2 separate regions of the Mus musculus genome follow, and region 1 is linked to region 2. Evidence: chromatin contacts called from public Hi-C data. All regions are on one chromosome and are shown on one strand. Each heading gives the region's core, a stretch centred on a gene start, on an enhancer-like site or on the middle of the called end of the contact. The rest is flanking DNA. Distances are from core to core; before and after follow the strand shown.

Region 1 (5,783 bases), core at 934-3,433, 130 kb before region 2:
CCCAGTTTGGCACATATCATTCTGGCTTTGCTAGTGAGGTTCCTGTATTGGTCAGGATAAATTAACTGAGGCAGGCTCATAGCCACAGTTAAATGGCCCAGTTACACAAAACTGTTAAAGAAGTTAAAGGTTCTGACCCTTTTCAGTGATGCTTTCTGATGAACTTGAACTATATCTTCAAAGAAAAAAAAAAGAGTTATGCTTACAAGTGTGCAAGACAAACAACAGCTCAGAATTCCAAGCAGTTAAAACAAAATGTATCCAAGTAAATATGTGACTTGGTAATTTTTTTTCTATCATGGTTTTAGATATGTTCCTCTCTATCTCTCTGTGAAGCACACCCTAAAAATGAAAGGCAAAGTAGAGCTCAAAGATGCAACCTGCCTGCTTCCCTATATTGTCTATAAAATGAGGATCAGAATCTTCAAATATGATAGGTAACATGTCTGAGAGGGGTAAGGGAGTCCATCAAGGTAACTCTAGTTGTGAGGCTGTGAAGAATCAAGTCCATGATTAGGAGCCACAGGAGAGGCAAGTGAAATGTAGAATGTAAGTATGTATATATAATACATATTTATATATATATTTCAATATATGTTTATATCTAATATATTTATATATACATATATGTTTGTTATTATATTTTATAAGCATATAATATAGGCTTATATTTATAGTTTTCACTTAAGTGAGAGTCCCAGAAGAAAAGAAATATTGTAATAAATGATGCCAAAAATTCATAGAAGCATGACCTCTGATAGTAATAACTGGATGCAGGTGACTCCCTAGGGAACAAACAGCGCCTCTGCATTACCTGCACAGGTTTTCCCGTCGTAGGTCTCGCATATCCACTCATGGCACTCACACAGTGGACCGAAGTAGGTGCCAGGTTCGGTCACGTGACAGATGCAGACCCCACACTCGCACCGGCCACGGTCATGGCACAGAGCGCTCCCTGGGGGCTGCCCAGGTGCACGACATCTGCGTTCGGACTCTGCCCGGGACAGCCTGCAGGGGGCGCCCGACAGGCTTCTGCAGGAGATAAGAAAGGCCACAGCTAGGCCACAGTCAGACACAGACCCCGCCCCTTCTACTCCCAGCCCACACTCGGTGGAGAAGAGGCCTGCAGCCTCATTTCTCTGTGGGCCAAGCAAGCCTCTGAAAGGTTGTTTTAAACACGACTAAAAATAGCACCTTCCAGTAGACAGAGGCGACGGCCTCTTGCTCCTTGGCGGATTGCCACTGAATCTTAAATGCACATTTTGATTAAATGCAAATTAGTCTGAAGTATGATCCTTGGCTGGCTTTTTGTTCTTTCTCTTTAAAAAGCGCTCATTGCTATCTAATAGCTAGAGGGAGATTACTTGGTAAAAATAAAGAGAGGAATGTATAGAAAAAGTTTAATGTATCATACATATGGTAGGAAGTAATGCTTTTAAATTATACTTGAAGCAGACATTAAGTAGTCTATGTTTTAAAAGTTGGAATGGAACTTGTTGCCTTTTTCAAAATGCAATGCAAGGTGTGACAGGGCCATCAAGCGGGTGCTATATTAAAAAGTGGAAAGAAGACTGCCTTACAGGCTATGGGATCAGACAAGTGTGCATAAGTACATCTTTGACTTGAGGTAAGTAAAAGTAACGACAAAAACAAAAAAACCCTAACATGTATTTGCAGGGGGAGAAATGATATCCGCTTTATTCAATGAGTAATTTTCCAAAGGAAAAGTGAATGAACAGATTATGAAGCAACATTAAAGTTAGATATAAGGAAAGAAAAGGCAGAACAGGTTGAAAACTGTTAATCTAACGTCCCACTTAGTAACTGCTCTTGGCTTGTGACAGTCATCTGTAAGCTTGAATTCTGCTACCCACGGCAGGGCAGGTGTGTCTCAAACAACAATAAACCAAACTTACCTCAGAGATGGTAAGAAGCTTTGAGGAGCAGCTGACAGCCCAATGAAGAGAAGGGAGGACACCAGCAACAAGAAGTTCCTGAAGCCTGGAGGATGCATGCTGAGCTCTGCAGGAGGGAGGGCAGACCAGCTGCACTGCTGCTAGGTGGGGCTTCCACCCGAGGCAGCAGGAGGAAGTGTCACCAGCAGATGTCCAGGCAGAAGGACTTGGGATAGCGGAGCTCACAGGTTCTGGGCTCCTCCTGGAAGCTCAGTTGCCTGCGAAGACTTGGGCAGTGGATCCGCTTTGGGCGGGGTGCGGGTGCCAAACTCCTCCAGTGGAGAGTCTAGGCAGGGAAGTAATTAGAAACAGTTGTACAAGCAGATGGTTTATTTTGACATTTTAAAAAAGTGTCCTGTTCACAGATTTGAGAAAATCTTGTCTTTCTTCAAGTACAGGCCCCCGAAATATTTAACAAGAGGATATTTGGACTGGCTGATTGGAAAGGCACCGTTAAAATAATTCCTGAATTGTGAAAAGGAAGGGGAGGGCTATGGTAAACACGGAAAGGAATCGCCTCCACCAGCAGTATTAAAAGAAGCCCCATTGGCGGCTTGAGAGATGCAAATGAACAAAGCTGGCAATCACAACTTTGTATTTATTAAGCTTTGTCTTTAACCATGGGTATTTTATTCCCTAAATGTCTAAAAGGTGTATTTTTTTCTTCCAGTTATTCAGGCCAGTTTCTTATCGCAGCCACATTTTTTTTTCTTGACTTGGACAGTCCAAATTAAAGTTGTTCCAAATCCACGCTATTCTTTCCTGTGATTTCAGTAGGCAGAAACAAAATAAAATATATGTTTAAAGTGTGATTTGCACTAAAAAAAAAAAAAAATAAATCAGCAGTGTTTTTTAGTCACCTACTCAGCGCCAGCCTCTGATATTAATTCTGATTGTGAGAATGATCACACATTGTTTTGCTAATTACACTTCTATCAGGCACCAGACTCTGTGCCAGATGGAAGAGGCATACAAAGGACAAAGGGGACATCTTCCTTTTCAGGAAGGCAGAGGACTGGTAAACTGTCAATCAAAACAAAAACACCAATTCCAGAGGACCAGGGATTGCAATGGAAAATTACTTCCTGATTAGATGCAGGTAACAATCACAACTAAGAAGGGAGGAGCTGAGCTGAAAGGCTAAAGAAGGAAGATTTAACCTCGATGATAAATGTGGGGGTGGAAGAGAAAAGAGATGCAATTTTATTTTATCGCTACTTTAAAGATAAAACCTGAGATCAAAGATATGAACTGATGATTCACTGGGACTCATGTAGGACCTCAGCGTTCACTCAGAGTCACCCACACCGTATGGCCATCTGGGAGAGTGTGCAGATGGAGGAAAGTCTTGAAGAACACTTTATATGTAAAGGCGTCTTCTGATGTTGATGATCCCTGGAATCAATGTATAGGACACATGGCTTTGTAAGCTTTCAAGTTAGACACAAGCTCCTGCAGGGAAGAATTTCCTCTGGCATTTCCGAAAGTGGATAAAGGTACAATACATCCCAATACTGGCTGCTAGAGCAAGCAGGAACAGAAGTGCCCTTGACCACGTTTGTGTTTCTCTCTTTGCTTAGATCTGTACCAAGAAGAGCTTTGCATGGACACCAGTAAAGAGTTGACGTTTATCAGTCCTTAGGTCCATCAGGGGATAGACTTGTAATAGGTATACAGTACATGGAGTACTATTAGAGGCTTTCTGAGGAGAGAATTCTGAGATATTCATACCAGAGTATGACCCAGAAAGAAAAGTCTGAGTTCCAAGTTGGCAGGTTCCCTGCACCAAATGACCTGCTCATCTCGTAGAGAAGGATTGTTTTAAAGAGAGGCTGATAGGGGAGTTCAGTGGTTGAGAGACAGAATGGGAATCTGGTTCCCAAGTGGGGTCCATGGATCAGCAGCATCAGCACCACCTGGAAACTTGCTTGAAATGTGCATCTTCGGGCTTCTTCATCAAACCAACTGAATCGGTGGTGCGGCAAGAAATCAGCTTTCACCAAAGAAAAAGAGATGCCTTGCAATGTATAGGACACAAGGCTGGGGCTAAGGGTGTCTCGATATAGCAGTGGTCTTCCCATTCCCAGCATGGGCGTTAGCATTACATTCCTTCCCACCCATACCTAAGACAATGGAGACAAGTGGATGGGCTTTCCTGTAAACATCAGGGAACCCTGGAGATGAAGGGAAGATGAAATAACAGAGAAGCATCTATCTCAAAGCTTGAGTAGGAAATTGCAGTGAAAACAAGAAGCTTTAATATGAAGCATGTACTATTTATCCTCTTTGCTTCCCTACCCCCCACCAGGGGGAAAAAGACTCATTTTTAAATGGAGAACTGATTTTTGAACATTTTGAATATTTACTTTGTGGATTAAAATGCTGTTTTGAGGCTACTGTTTTCTCACCCTCATTCAATGTAGCATTCGTGTGTGTGTGTGTGTGTGTGTGTGTGTGTGTGTGTGTGTGTGCGTTATTAGAAATACACATTTCTAGGCTCTTCTCCCAGTTCAACTGAACCATGAAGTATATTTAAATAATATCCCAAGAAATTTATTTGAACCAAAGAATGAGGATATATATGATTGAACTTAAAGCTTTAAGCATGCTATGCAAAAGCTCTACCACTGGGCTACATCTCCATCCCTTATTGTGTTTTATTTTTTTAAGATAGATTCTCAGTGAACTGTCTTGGCCTGAACTCATCATACAGTCCTGACAGTTGTTACTCTAACAATCCTGACAGGCCTTAAACATGTGATGCTTCTGCCTTTGACGCCTACCTAAGTAGCTGGAATACAGACGTGCATCATTGGACCCTACCAGTTTTGCGAGTGTGCAACTGTGTAGTAAAAACAGTATATACTAGGCGGCTGAGGAGATTTAAAAATTTGAATCATTTCAATACAAGGCTTCAAAAATTAGGTTATGGTTGACAAGGTGACTCAGTAAAATGCCTTAGAACCTCAGAAACTCTGTCAAAATAAAATGGTTAAGTTTTCATTTGCTGTGGTTTTAAGCAAATTAACTTTCTTTTTTTCCTGCCCTAGTATTAAATATTCACTTCCTTACCTCTTTTGCTTTGTATAAATGTCCTGTGTTTCTCAATTCTTGAGACATGAAGAAAGTCCCTGAGTCATGTATGGCACAAAGCAATAAAGAAAGGCAAGAACCCATGTACCCTTGCATGTAGAACCAAACTCAAAGAGAATGGAAGTCTCTCAGTAGCTGACAGTCGTTCTTAAATCTTTGGGCCACAAAACTATAGAATTTAAGGACTTAACAGTTTCCTTAAGACTGTTTGCTTCTAACACATAAGTGGATGCTCACAGTCAGCTAATGGATGGATCACAGGGCCCCCAATGGAGGAGCTAGAGAAAGTATTCAAGGAGCTAAAGAGATCTGCAACCCTGTAGGTGCAACATTATGAACTAACCCGTACTCCGGAGCTCTTGACTCTAGCTGCATATGTATCAAAAGATGGCCTAGTCGGCCATCACTGGAAAGAGAGGCCCATTGGATTTGCAAACTTTATATGCCCCAGTACAGGGGAACGCCAGAGCCAAAAAGTGGGAGTGGGTGGGTAGGGGAGTGGGAGGGGTATGGGGGACTTTTGGGATAGCATTGGAAATGTAATTGAGGAAAATATGTAATAAAAATTATTTTAAAAAAAGACTGTTTGCTTCTAAATTAAACTTGCTGACAGCGTACTTGCCATACAATGGTGCCAATTTGGCAAGAAGACAAAAAGCTAGCACAGCTTATCTTTGAAAGCTGCTCCTGGGTCTTTAACCTTTGACTCCATGCTATTCGAAGAGGTCATTAAAA
Region 2 (6,267 bases), core at 2,596-5,095:
AGAAGGATCAAAGTGTTCACACTTTGGTCTCCCTTCTTCTTAAATTTCACATGGTTTGTGAATTGTATCTTGAGTATTCCGAGCTTCTGGGCTAATATACACTTATCAGTGAGTGCATACCATGTGTGTTCTTTTGTGATTGGGTTACCTCACTCAGGATGATATCCTCCAGATCCATCCATTTGTCTTAGAATTCCATAAATTCATTGGTTTTAATAGCTGCGTAGTACTCCATTGTGTAAATGCACCACACTTTCTGTATCCATTCCTCTGTTGAGGGACGTCTGGGTTCTTTGCAGCTCATGACTATTATAAATAAGGCTGCTATGAACATAGTGGATCATGTGTCCTTATTACATGTTGGAGCATCTTTTGGGTATATGCCCAGGAGTGGTATTGCTGGATGCTCTGGTAGTACTATGTGCAATTTTCTGAGGAACCGCCAGACTGATTTCCAGAGTGGTTATACCAGCTTGCAATTTTTTTCAAAGATTTATTTTATTTATATGAGTACATTGTAGCTGTCATCAGACACATCAGAAGAGGTCATCGACCCCACTACAGATGGTTTTGAGCCACCATGTGGTTGCTGGGAATTGGACTCAGGACCTTTGGAAGAGCAGTCCGTGCTCTTAACCACTGTGCCATCTCTCTAGCCCAGGGATGTATTTCTTTACTAATTGTCAGTTTTCTTACATAATCAATTATATGAGGACATTTTTAATTTCCTTTTCAACTATAATTTATTGTGGACATATTCTACTATGTGTTGGATATTTGTTCACATTAGCCAAAAAGAATAGACAAAACTTGTTGGTTTCATGTATTACAGCTCCCTGGAAACTACCTAACAGGCTCTCCATCTCATCGGTGATTTTAAAACGAGGAAAGCTGTCTCAAGCCGAACCTAAGCCGCCAGCTTATAACCCATGATTTGACTTCAAGTCATTTGTTTTCACTGCTCTCAGACACCCCTTTTCTCAGAACCCCTCTCCAAGTCAAAGCTGGTCATTGGCACTGAATGAATAAGTTACTGGCTGTTCTCTAAAGAACATATTGAAGAGAAAACTGATAGACTTGTTTTATAAAATGTTACATCATAGCAGTGAAAAATACGACAATGGGTATATATTTTTCCTCATGTACTTTGTGAATGAAGGAAATTTTGAAGTTAAAATTTGATGACATTATTATCCTCCACTCCTTTTCCCCTTCAGTCCTTTCCATAAACCCTCTCTCTCAATTCAAGACTTCTATTTTTTATTTTTTTTTTTTACTTCTATTTTTTAAATTGTTATTATATACATATCTATGTGTTTTGAATATATAAATACAACCTGGTCAGTCTGTATAAAGTTACTTCTTTGTATATGATGGCAGAGTTTATTTAAAACAAAAATCACCATTTAATAATGAAATGGGCACATTTTTGAAGTGCTATTTACTTTGGTGTAACAATGGTTAGTGACACTTTGTCTTGTCAGAACAAAAAGCCTGTAGTGGCTGAGTAAAGGGTATTTCCTACAAAAATAAAATGCTCGAATTTCCAATAGTTTCAGATTATGAATTACACTTAAGTCAAGTAGTATTATTTAAAATAAAGATCAACTCTTTCAGGAATCCTCTGAAAATAAAAACACAAGAAGCTTGATTGGTTGGTTAGCTGAAGCAACCAATGAGCACATTGCTATCAGCTGTGGTTAACTCCAGAAGCTCTCCCTCCATCTTCATGACCATGTGTGTGAGCTCAAATACTTTCAGTGGTTTGTCAGAATACACTCTGTTCCATCGCTAAATATTTCTCATATTCACTTGCCTAGAATAACAAGCTGCAGGCCTGAGGGTTCTTCCAAGTATGTGAATTCCTGTGGCTTTGTTTTACTTTAATACTTTTGGATTTTGTATGTAAAAGCAGGTGTGTGTCTGACTGCCTGTTTGTCTGCATATGTATTATTCTAACTATTTCATTTATAAGTTAACTTTTTTTTTCAGTTAGAAATAACACTTCTTGGGCAAGTGTTTTAGAGCCTTGAAATGAGACATACTATAACTCTTATTGAAAAATAATTTATCAGTTCATATTACTGAATCATGCCTTAGTTAAGAAACCAAAATATTATCTTTAGAAAAATAACAATCTCAGGTTTAAAGTGTCTCTTTTTTTTAACACTGCAAGAAATCTTAAGTGGGTCCTTATATAACATGTGAATATTGCATTGTTATTTTAGACTTGTGATAAGAAATCATCTTTTGGGTTAAGAGTTTATATGGAATATGAATTCCTGTGGTTAGGCTTGCTGGTAACTTACAGCAAGACTAATAGAGTGAGTGTGTGTGTATGTGTGTGTGTAAAAGGTAGCTCTTTTATGGAAAGCCATTGTGAATTTTGCCTTGTAGTTTTCTCTAGAACTATCAATTCAGATCCACATATTTATATGAGGTTTTAAAATAACAGTATATTAGATTTGGCTACTACTTTCTCCTTCCCTCAACTGACATCTGTATGAGGATCAGCCTTTGGAGAGGACTGAACCATAGCCATAAACTACTTTGACTATCAGGCTATGTAGTAGTTGAGATCCACCGACCTGGGCAATATAGATGGCTGAGCTCTGCCCTAGCAACTCAACTTATGCGGCAGCTGTACCATCCTCTGGCATAGTTTTCAAGTCTCTGCAGTGTTGCTCTCTCCAGCTGCTAGGAGGGAAATTGGTTATGAAAAATCATTTATGTATTTGGCTCTTAAAATTTTCACATAAGGAAGAAGTTTGTCTCAATGCTATCATTATACAGGAGATGTCAAAATTTATGTAATGCCAACCTGAGCAGCCACCTGCCAAACAGTAAGGTATAAACAAATATTCAAGGGATATAGAAGCAAAGGTCTCTTCTAGCTTTAAATTCATAAGACATGACAAAATCAATTACAAATGTGTTTCAAAAAGTGCTACTTTATCAAAATCACAGACAATGTATTTTTACAAAATATTTTCCTTGTTTAATATTCTACTTCTCAAGTACCTGTACTTGCATTACAGAATACAATAAAATAATCAGAATTCTAGTGGCTGCTACTGTATCCCCAAAAGTTCTATCCAAAACTAAATAAGAATTAGTTTTCAATTTTATGTTGTTTTGACTCGTCCAACAGATTGATGAAAGAAAAATCTTGCTGTTTTAAGTTTTAAATCTGGAGAGTTGGTGAAAATTCAGGGGATAGCTAAAACTCTTTCATACTGTCTTGTTAGGACTCTTTGCACCACAGAAAGAATAGAGGGCAGATAAATATTCCCCCAGAAGGAACACAAAATAACTTTTGGACCCTGATCCAAAAGCACAGAGAGGAATTTCCCCTCCCTGCTTTTGTCTCTCCTTGGCCTAGTCTATCTACTTTTAAAAGCAGAATTTTGCTTTCCCAAAATGTACCAGACAGGAATTTGTTCAAATTCCTCAAAACCAAGCCAGGAAACTCAGAAGTTCCAGGCATTCGTGGCAGGGTGAGGAGAGGCTGTCTGTGAAAACAAGCATGAGTCATTGCAACATGGCTGCAGGCTTGCCCTCCTGGGCCAACTCAGGGATGTGGCTCAGATTTGTGAGCCACACTTGCTTTGTTTTAAAACAAAAGGCTAGTGTGAGTGGATTTTCAGGATATTGATACAGAATCAAAGCCTAGAAAGGTCCTGCATTTTAAAAGAACAATAGTTCTTTTATTGGTATCTGTCAGAACATTCCAACTCGAATTCACTGCCAGGAAATATCCTGGTTTGATATGATTGAATGGAGCCCAGACTACCTCCGGTCTTTTATCCTAAGGTATAAGTTAGTTAATTGTTTTCTGTGATACATTCATGATCCCGTATGACTCAAGACAAAACCTAAGGCAAGCATGGCCTCAAGCAAGAGTATCCCATGACCCTTTAAACTTTACTAACTCATTGCTGGGTATTTGATCTGTGCCCATACAGCAGTAGCAAATGCATTTAAGTTTAAGAGAATTAGAAGATGCACTTGCCACATTAGGAACGTAATTGCTAAATATCCATCAGTGTTAAGAAGGCAGGATGTGAACATAGTGACCAGACAATAGTTTTGACAAACATTTGGTTCTATTTCCTTAGTAGATATGGAAGTTAAGGTGCTCTCTTTGCTAATTTCATTGAATGAATTTGGAATACAGGCTCATTAGACCTTTTCTGTCAGTACATCAGAAATTAGTATTAGTAATCTTTCCAGTAAGACACTGCAAACATTTTCTTGTATTTTTAAATAGTGGTTGTTACAGATCAAGCAACTGATTTAAAAATTGATTTGTAAGGTACAATACTGACAGGCAGACACACACACACACAATACAAAAAAATTGAAAAGCCTACATTGATGGAGAAGAATGAGTTATACCTGTTGAATAACTAGTTAATAAAAAATACCATTAAAGATTTAAGTAAGTGCCTCATCTGTCATCTCTCTGTGTGTGTGTTGAACTTAACTATCATTTCAGGGAGTGATTTTTATGATTTTCTGCTGCCCTCTTGAGCAGTAATAAAAAGTTCATGTCATCTCATCAGCCACTCTGCAAATACCTGATGGCTCTTTAGGGTCCTCAGGCAAACACTTGCTAAGAAGGTAGCATTGCTGGCCAGATTGTCTCTGGTGTGTTACAATAGTTTTGCTAACATGCCTAATGAGGCTATAGAAAGGCACTTCATTCTAAGAATAAGAGTTGCTCAGAGCTCTTTGGCTCAGAATTTATTTGCTGTGATATAATAGACACTTGAAGCAAATTCCTGGAATGAGTCAAGTTTTCATTCTCTTTAACTCCTGTTCCACCTAACTCACTGCTTTATATATAGTGTTCTCAAATACTTTGTTAGAGGATCTAGCAGAAACACAGATAAATGCTTAAGTACATGGAGCAAAAGTTATTTGTAGACAGAAACATCAAATGGCTTGCTAATGTTCTTCTTGGGTCAACCAGCAGAATCTTAGCAGGATTGAGCCTTGCTGCTAGTGGGGCCTTTTTAAATTCCTATGCTATTGATATTCTTAGCATTGTGGCCAAGCTGACTAGGGGTAAGGAGAGGACCATGCCCTTACACTCTTTACCTTAAAGCTCTCATTTTAATCAAAGGTGTTCAAATACCCAGTTCTAGTTTTTGAATTTGCAATGAAATTCTCACATTGTAACTATAAAGTCCTGGCTTCTTTGTCTGTCTGTCTGTCTGTTTGTTTGTTTGTTTGTTTACCAGTTCCTAGTAAACCTTTCAAAAATTTCAAAGCTGAAATACTAAAAGTAACTGTGCTTCTGGAACTGTCTGTACTCCTTGCTCTTTGAGAAAACATAAGAGCTTCTAATTAATAGTGATTTAATGTTGTGTGGTAGCCAAAAAAATGCCATGATTTCCCAGGAGAGTCTAACTCCAAGGCCAGCATTGGTTGGTCCAACATCATATGGATATGAAATCATGGACACTTGGAGTGTTAGGGAAGGGAACAGAACATGAGTTGTGGTAAGTGTGGTCTCATTAAGTCAGAAAATAAGCCTTAAGAAGCCCCTTTGATCTGAAACCACTGCTCCTCAAAGGCAAACAGAGGGGTGCCTAGAAGGATTACTCTGTACCCATAGGAAGCTCTCAGTCTACCTGGAAAGTACCCAGGCACAGAAAGCTGGAAGTATTTACATTGGCATATGACTTTGACATCTCTGGAATGGTTCTAATTTAATACCCACACTTCTCTGCCAATACCAGCATGTCAACACTTCTTTTCCATGTGTGAATAAAACCACTAAAGATCTCACTTCTCCTTTCTAGAGGTGTTTTCTACTCATAATGGGAAATTTTAATCAGTTTCTATGTCTAAATGAATATATTCCAAGTAACAGTGCTATTACCTATAAGATTTTTAGCTTAGAAAATATATGTAAACATAAATATTCATTTTCTACATACTCTTTAATTTTATTTCAAAATTGTACTACTGCAGAATAAGAGGTTTCAGGAGATTTATTGATTTCAATAGTGAGACACAGTTGTGTTATCATCTAGAAACTAAGTAAAGGTCAGAAACATTAGACTTATAATTGTATTTTGTTCATAGTGTGCATAAGTGAAAAGCCCAGAAGGGTATGTTAGACCCCTAGAATTGGGGTTATAGGCAGTTGTCACCCACCATGCACACAGTGCTGCTGGCAGGCAGAGACAGGCAGACTCCAGAAGTCACTGACCAGCTAGCCTAGCCAATCATTAATCACCAAAATCAGGTTTAAAG

Evidence for each region. Hi-C and Micro-C count contacts between places; a contact is called where the count stands out from the background.
Region 1: a Hi-C map of adipose-derived mesenchymal stem cells shows a contact between it and region 2, with 2.7 times the contacts expected there. The contact joins the promoter of Itgbl1 here to the enhancer-like site in region 2. A contact is called at or near these places in 2 of 39 promoter capture datasets (the 3T3-L1 cell line and embryonic stem cells), 1 of 15 datasets of contacts at CTCF or cohesin (the NIH/3T3 cell line), 13 of 484 Hi-C or Micro-C datasets (adipose-derived mesenchymal stem cells, embryonic fibroblasts, embryonic stem cells and 3 more), 3 of 115 datasets of contacts at active chromatin or transcription factors (embryonic stem cells, heart atrium and pancreatic cancer cells) and 3 of 9 other capture datasets (adipose tissue, embryonic stem cells and pancreatic islet).

Annotation. Positions count from the first base shown.
Region 1 is chr14:123,656,540-123,662,322 of GRCm38.p6, reverse strand. Itgbl1 (integrin, beta-like 1) reads right to left here and starts at 2,183. Exons shown (of 11, transcript NM_145467.2): 1 at 1,917-2,183; 2 at 815-1,032. The coding sequence starts at 2,014.
Region 2 is chr14:123,528,714-123,534,980 of GRCm38.p6, reverse strand. The region is part of intron 7 of Nalcn (sodium leak channel, non-selective); the gene reads left to right. Among named protein-coding and RNA genes, the nearest start is that of Nalcn, 95 kb to the left of the region's middle. Within about 2 kb of position 3,845, at least 77 of the 459 cell types and tissues checked have an H3K27ac peak or open chromatin away from gene starts, as enhancers often do. A contact at or near this core is called in the NIH/3T3 cell line, adipose tissue, adipose-derived mesenchymal stem cells and 3 more, where this site is marked.